Linked DNA regions of Sus scrofa: region 1 is linked to region 2. A link is a contact called in public Hi-C data. All regions are on one chromosome and are shown on one strand. Each heading gives the region's core, a stretch centred on a gene start, on an enhancer-like site or on the middle of the called end of the contact. The rest is flanking DNA. Distances are from core to core; before and after follow the strand shown. Region 1 holds the start of NCF4 (neutrophil cytosol factor 4). Region 2 holds the start of PVALB (parvalbumin).

Region 1 (3,712 bases), core at 926-3,425, 38 kb before region 2:
CACAGTGTGACCCTAAAAAGATCAAAAAAAAAAAAAAAATTAAGAGAAGCTCATTTTTTGTTCTTTTTAGGGCCGCACCCTCGGCATATGGAAGTTCCCAGGGCAGGGTCGAATCAGAGCTGTAGCTGCTGGCCTATGTCACAGCCACAATGCCAGATCCTTAACCCACTGAGCAAGGCCAGGAATCAAACCCACAGCCTCATGGATACTAGTCGGGTCCGCTTCTGCTGAGCCACAATGGGATCTCAGAGAAGCCCATTTAAAAAAAAAAAAATCTAACTTCAGAAAAAACATTCGCACCTTATCAATGAGGAAACTGAGGCTCAGAGAAGTACTTTTGTTCAAGAGGACACAGCCAATCAGAGGAACAGCAGAATTATTCCTATTACACAATACTGCCCCTCCTGGCGCTTTGGCAACTAGAGACTGCTTTTGAGAACCATTCATTTTCATTTGCTCCAGAATGATCTGAGTGATTGTTGTCAGTTATCCTCCGGTGTGACCCTTTTATTTCCAAATTGGAAAAGTCACTTAAAAAAATATCATCCCTTTCAGTCTGGAATAAAGACTGAAAAAGGAATCTTTTTCTTCGATATACGTTCTTACTGCTTCATTCCTGAGCTGGTCAGGAAAAGCTGGAAAGGTCACAGGTTTCCAAAGTCACACAAGTGAAGGATTTTGAAGGTTGGCAAATCTGGGGGTTGACATCCCACCTATGACCTTCCTTTGCTAGGGGTGACCTTGGGCCACAGTAAGGTCAGACGAGCACAGCACTTAACCCAGTGTGCTGCCTCCTGGGAGAGGATGAAATGAAATACACCTGCCTGACATGCAGTAAGGACTCAGGAAAGTACATACATGCTCCTTGGTCGCAGGTCCATAATCATGGCAAATGTTTTCGAAATGAGCAGAAATACTACAAATGCGCATGTCACATTTTCATTCATTCTACCAATATTTAGTGAGTACCTACTATGTTCCAGATATTGTTCTGTGTGCTTGGGATGTATCAGTCAGGAAAACAGAGATTCTGACGTTTGGGAGAGTCCTTTATGTCCTCCTGCTTGTGGGGCAGCACAGTAACTCTGGGTCTTAAAGACAACACACATAACTTTTGCAGACTCTGCTCAACTGTACATGACTACCTCCTATCCCCGTTTTGAGAGGAATGGGTTCAGGAAAAAAAAAATCTCATAAGACCATCACGTCACTGATGCCTAACTTCGGGGTACAGGACATGGTTTAGTTGAAGCACTTGGGGTGAGCTTAGCCTTATTTTTTTTAGCGAGTCTACTCCTTCTGAGCACAGCTCAAATTAGTGACAGTGGTCTCAGAGTATGACAGGGAGTGCGGAAAAGCAACTGGAGCTACAAATGTGCTGTGGAAGATAATTCGTCTACGCCTAATGGAATTTACTCTATCAGTAATTGCATTAACTCGCCTTTGGAAGAGAGAAAGGGAAAGAGAGTAGCCAATTTACATGAACAAAAACTCTTGATAACTCTCTGGCCTCCGTCGACTGTATTCATCCGCAAGTTTTCAGACTCACCTGCCAGGATGCATTTCGCTGCCAGCTTCACCATGGTAACCAATCACCTCCGCGGACCAGACAGCGGAAGAGAGGCTGCTGGAGGCGTTGGGGGGCCCTGCCTGGGAAGGGGAGTGGGGAAGGCTGGCGCTGAAGGGTCCTGTGGCGGCGGTGGGGACAACGACCCTCTGGGCAGCCCGCGGGCAGTTCTCGGGCACTAGGGTCGCGGCAGGGCGCGGAGGATCGCCAGATGGGGCCAAGTTCAAGGTCTCAGAGAGTAACCTGGAAGATGCCAGCGAGGCGATTCGGATCCCGTCCCAGGCACAGCTCCAGTTAGTGGGAAGCAGGAATAGTGATCCAGCAACCTTCCCGCCCCCAGAACCGCAACAGATGGGCTTCTCGGGCAACCATGCCCCGCCTGCCCCGCCTTCTCTATTTCCTCCTCCTCCTCCTTGCTGGTTGTGGATTGGCTGCCACCAAAAGCTCCCACACCCGAAAGCTCCCGAAGACCAGTGGGAAGGAGGGGCGGGGATAACAGCCCTTTCTCGCCAGGTAATTCGTAGCAGTATCTGCTCTTCAAACTTTTCTCGCTTGGCTAATAGTTGTAGAGCATGTCAATCATCTCCACCTCCCGCCCCCTCACCTCTGGAAAGTTCAGGGAAAAACAGCTCCAACAACTTATATCCAGAAGCGGTGATAAAAGCAGCTTTCTGATTGGCCAGAGGCTGGCTTGGACCATCTCGGGAGGAACGCGTACCCTCCTCCCCTTCTGGAAGTGGGTTCGCCCACGGAGGGGGCCAGTTGGGAGCGCGGGAGACTGGAGCGGCGCCTGCGCAGTGGACAAGGTGCAGTTGCCCAAGCGGAACTTTGAACCCGCTCTGTTGGGCCGAGGTTCTTGTCGCCCCCTCAAGTCCCAGATTCCGGGGAGAGCGACGTAAGCTGCATCAAGAAATCTAGTCCTTGGCTCGCATCTCACAGGGAAATCTGATTTTTAAAGCCCGAGAATGTCATGCTTTAAAATGTAAAATAGGAAAGTGTTGAAAGTGATGTCTGTGGACAAAGAGAGAACAAGTGAGTTTAATGTGGGGGAGCAGCGGGACTCAGACACTTGAAGCCCTACTTTCCTGAGTCCAGCCCCTCTTGTAAAATGGAGAATATATCACATACCGCACATCATCGAATGAAAGCCAGCCCCAGGACACTCCCCATCCCACAGGGAGGCTCCGAGGATGTCTGTTGACTTTCTGGGGGAGGCTCCTCTTGCTGAAAGAGGAACCTCAGACTGAAATCACTGCCGCCGCCGTCTTCCTGACCTGGTGACCATCGTGGCACATCGCCTCGCCCCTGAGCCTGTTTCCTCGTTAAAAATGGGCTAGTGGAACCCACCTCCTGGGGTTGTCCTGACGCTCAAAAGAAGGTCTGTAAGTGCCTGGAACATAGTAGGGGCTCAACAGTGAGGAATGGATGAATGAGAAGAGATTCATCTGGACAAATTTCATTGATCATCACTGCCGTATGCCAGGTGCAGGCACCCCTGTTCTGCCTCTGCTGGGGCCCCCTGGGATGGCTGGTGCTGAGCAGGAAGATGCCCTCAGTGAAGGTGCCTGCCCCCGGGGGTTTGTCATCACAGGCCTTTCAGTTACCTGGAACTTGCCTCACCTGCTCAGTGTCTCCCTGTGGCTACCAGCCTTGCGCTGGGCCATGAACACACATACACTCCACACATTTCTGTGGATGCTTCAGCCTTGAATTGGGAGTGAAACAGAGCAAGCTGCCTGGAAGTTTCTTTCCTTGGGACTCATTCCTGGTATTGTGATTAAGATGTGTCTCCTGCCTTCCCCTCACCTACTTGTCTTCTTTGGAAACATCATGCAAGTCTGTCTCAGACACCCCAGGCCTCGGTGAGTCAGAAAGCCTCTGCCTGGTCTTTCTGCCCCCGCCCCGCTTCCAGGCTGCCCTGCTAATTAATCCCTCAGAGGCCCTCTTGAGTAAGTCACTCTTTGAGGCAGCTCCATGGAGCTGAGATGCTGAAACACATTTGGGGGAGATATATCTGGGAGCCTCAGTTTCCCCATCTGTGAGGGGCAGGAGGGACTAACAGCCCCTCCCTCATAGGGCTGTCTTCCTCTGCCCACATCTGCGGAGTCCACATCTGCAGAGCCCACATCCCTTTCCTTGGTGCTG
Region 2 (3,833 bases), core at 523-3,022:
TCTTTTTCTTCAGGCCAACCATTTGGAAGAACTTTTTGTGGTCGAAGGAGTCGACAGCTAGGGGTGGGGGGTGGAGAGGAGGGGGTTAAAATGAGGACAGAGAAGGGACCTGGAGAAGGGCGGGAGAATGGGGGTGTCCCAGCATTTTCATCAACTCTGCTGGGCGGGTCCTGGGGGCGGGAGGCGGAGTGCCTCCACGGGAGGGCTGAGGGAGCCCAGGCCAGGAGAGGGGCCTTGGCCCAAGGTCACCCAGCCAAGGGCGACAGAGGTGGGCTTGCACCCAGATCGCCCTGGCTCCCTAGTTGGCCCCCACCCTCTGCTGTACCCTTCCCTAATGGTGGGGCTATCATGTGATGGCAGAGAGGGGCTTCCTGGTTCCCGTGAAGCCTTTCGGTGGTGGCTGAGCAGGGGGACAGGCAGGGGAATTGAAAGTGGGGGGAACATGATGTGTGTGTGTTGGGGGCAGGGGCGGGGGGGTTGGCCTTTCTCTTGGCCATGGATTGTGTTGCCAGAAGATCAACCCAGAAAGGACAAGTTTCCCTCAAGGTCACAGAGTGGGAGGAGGAGGGGGAGGACCCAGAAGTCCTGGCTTTGCTGCAGAAATCCCTTCCGGTGGGAAGGGGGGCGGGCGTTGGAAGACTCTCCAAGAATTCCCAGTTAGGTTTCTTCTAAGAGGGAGCAAGTGGGTCAAGGAGAAGTGGGTGGGTTATTGCAATGCCCTGGGAGGGTGGCTTCCCAGGGTTTCTTCATGCCCAGGGGAGGGGGCGCCACACAGAAAGGAAATGGGAGCCCTTCTCCAATTTTTCTATGTCCTGAGCTCCCTTTTTAAGGTCAACTGGGAAAGGAAACAACCTTAGACCATAACTTACATGCGTGTTGGGAAACACTAGCGTGAGGGAACAAGACCTAGGGGTGACCCCTCCCCCCATGCTCATCCCCTTCTGCCCTGCGAGGTGACCTTGGGCAAGTTTCTGGCCCTCTCCCTGCCTCAGTTTCCCCATCTGGGTGATGGGAGGGAGGAGCGAGGTAAGCGGCTAAGCGCTCAGGTCCAAGGGCAGCTCAGAGTGTCGAGACTGCCGGCTTCCCTCCCTTGGTGCCTGGGGAGGCTGGAAGTTGCGAGCTGAGGATGCTCAGAGCAGGGCCGGGCAGAGCTGAGCTTTAGGGAAGGTCATCTCCCTCTCTCGCAGGTCGGCAGGGGGTGGGTGGGCTCTGAGCCCCGGAGAGGGAGCTTGGGCTTTCCGGGGAGCCAGCAACGAGTAGCTGGGCAAGAAGAGTCCTGTCCAGAAATGGGGGTCTGGGAAAGGGGTCGCGCGAAGAAGCGTGCCCACTTACAGCCCCCTCCAAGTGCCTGGAAAAGGAAACCCCAAGCGCGCACAAGGACCCAGAGGTCCAGCTTTCGACCCCGGTCTTTGCCCCTTGTCCGGGATCCGAGTCCTCGCAGCGCGGCCACCTGGCCTTTGGCGCCCGCAAGTTTCGGTTGTCCTGCAGGGCGCGCGATCTCTCCGCCCCGCTCCCTGCGCCAAGTCCCGCCCGGGCAGAGTTTGGGAAATACCGTGGACCCCCTTCCACGCTCCACCAGCGCCCCGAAAGATGCGGGGGCAGAGGAGCGCTGGGGCAGACTGGCCAGCCGGGGGACTCCGCGGGGTGCAGGGACCAGGGTAGTGGATGAGGGGCGAGGGATGCGGAGGGGAGCGCGCTGCTCACCGGTAAAGGCCCCCACTGCCTTCTTGATGTCCTCAGCGTTGAGCAAGTCTGTCATCGACATCCTGCAACTGTTTGAGCGGGCAGAGCAAGTGCGAAAAGATTAAAAAGTGCTTTTCTCATCATTTCTGCTCATATGACCTGCGCTGCAGTGCCGCGCGCCGGGCGCACGCCCGCCAGCCTGGCGCAGAGCCAGGGGGCGCGGGGCTCGGCGCACAGCCAGAGCCGCTCAGTCCAGCCGCGCCGCCGAGCTGCGCGGGCCTGGCCGGGTGGGCGAGCGCGCCATCCCGCTGCCGCTCCAGCCCAGCCCCGCCGGGGGTCCTAGGGAACCCAGGGGCTGCGGCCAGGGCCCCGGGGAAGGGGCACCTCAGATTTACGGGGCGCCCGCCTCACCAGCTGGATCTGGAGAGTTCTCCTGCCGTCAAGGGCACGCAGGAGGCGCCAGCCTGATGAGGTGCAGGGCCCCTGGACCCGCGCATCTCCTAGGATGTCCCGCCGCTTCAGGGAGGACACTGGGCCGGCAGGGGCCAGGCCTACACCTGTGTGGGCCCCTTGGCCCTGCTCCCATTCTCTCTCCACTCCTACCTCAGCCTCCTCTCTGTCTGTCCCGGATGCAAATTTATGCTGCAAAGGCAGAGCGCTGAGATCTGGAAATCTGACCCACAGGACACTGGGAGGGGGTGGTACTGATAGCCGGTGCTCGGCCCTCTGTGGGTGCCCCATCCCACATCTGGTCAGGGACGTGCAAACAGAGCAGTTTTTTTTTTTTTTTTTTTTTTTTTAATTTCTTACCTGACTTTTCAAGGAACCCTTCTCGGATGCCCACTTAGCTACCTGCTTTCCTGGTCTCCTGAGCCAGAGAGTACAGTGCGGTCCCGACTCCTCCCTGACGGTGTTAAGCCATTTGGGGAAGGGGAGGGTGGGAGAGGCCTCTTGCCTTTCTTTGCATCCCCCTCCCACACTGGGAGACCAGAAGGCCAGTGCTTGAGGAGAGGGTGGCACCCTCAGACCACACCTTGGAGACAGCCTAAGCCAGTTTCATGGCCTGAACTTCATCTCTGGGAAATGGGACACTTTCTAATCTTTATGTAGCCAGAGACAAGTTGCATTCTTTCCCACGGTCCCCCAGGGGTTCAGGCTGCAACTAGCTGCCTCTAGAGTGTGCTGAGCCCTGGATGGGGAGTCAGGAGGCCCCGGTTCTAGATTTGGGGCTGCACAAAGTCCCTATGTGACCTTGGGTTGTGACCTTCATCTCTGGGCTTCAGGCTCCCTCTGCTGTGTTGAGGGTGTTGGCGGTCCCTTGAGGTGGCATCTTGAGACTCCAACTTTAAGGGGTGGGCGAGGGCTGCCATGGTGGCCCTTGATGGGGGTACCGGGGAGAGTGGTCTTGCTGCCCAGTAGCTCAAGTTCCCTCTCACTCGCTGTCAACGCTGTCTCCCTCAGCTGGGCGCTGGATGGCTGCCCTTCCTGGAAACCTTAGGATGCTGCTGGCTCCGGCTGGCCCCCTCCCTGTGAGTCAGCTCCTTCGGGTGACAGTCCGCCAGCTGGCTTCCAAGGCACAGAGGCTGCAGCTCCTGATCTGGCCTCTCTCCGGGGGAAGCCTTCCCCGGACCCCTCAGCTGCCCCTGCTGCCTCTGCCCCCAGCTGGGCTGTTAACTTGGAGATGCTAAGCTTCTGTGCTAACCTTTCAATCTCCTGGGCTCAGTTCCCTCTGGAGGCCTAGTTGGAGAACCTGCTTCTGCATCTGAAGGATCCTTAGGCTACACTTGTGGGGAAACTGAAGCCAGAGAGAGTCAGTAAGTGGCTTAAGAACACCAGGAAGGCAGTGGCACAGAGGGAGCCACTCTCAGATGTGCTCACTTCGAGTTCGTCAACCAAGTTCATGCTGGTCCAGTGCTCAGGACCCAGCGCTATCAAGTCCCACGTGTCTGAGCCACAGAGTGGCTCCTGCAGTCCCCAAACGCTGGCCCCTCTGGCAGAGGCTGGAACCTCGACAGAGGCCCATTCTTCTCCCTCCTTCTTCCATCTCTCCCTGCTGCAGAAGCCGCCCATCAACTGGCACCCTCTCTAGGCCGACGTCCACCCAGCCAGAGCATCAGATGATGTCGTTAGGTCAGCTTTTCCGCGTTCCC

The links. A called contact is a pair of places that touch in the nucleus more often than the background predicts.
Region 1: a contact with region 2 is called in a Hi-C map of adipocytes, with 2.0 times the contacts expected there. The contact joins the promoter of NCF4 here to the promoter of PVALB in region 2. A contact is called at or near these places in 3 of 47 Hi-C or Micro-C datasets (adipocytes, embryonic fibroblasts and skeletal muscle).

The regions. Positions count from the first base shown.
Region 1 is chr5:10,992,465-10,996,176 of Sscrofa11.1, reverse strand. It overlaps NCF4 (neutrophil cytosol factor 4), which reads left to right and starts at 2,175. Exons shown (of 12, transcript XM_021091535.1): 1 at 2,175-3,429. It overlaps IFT27 (intraflagellar transport protein 27 homolog), which reads right to left and starts at 1,995. Exons shown (of 7, transcript XM_021091536.1): 1 at 1,550-1,995. The coding sequence starts at 1,583.
Region 2 is chr5:10,953,953-10,957,785 of Sscrofa11.1, reverse strand. It overlaps PVALB (parvalbumin), which reads right to left and starts at 1,772. Exons shown (of 4, transcript NM_001190157.1): 1 at 1,705-1,772; 2 at 1-57. The coding sequence starts at 1,765. All of the region lies in intron 2 of NCF4 (neutrophil cytosol factor 4), which reads left to right.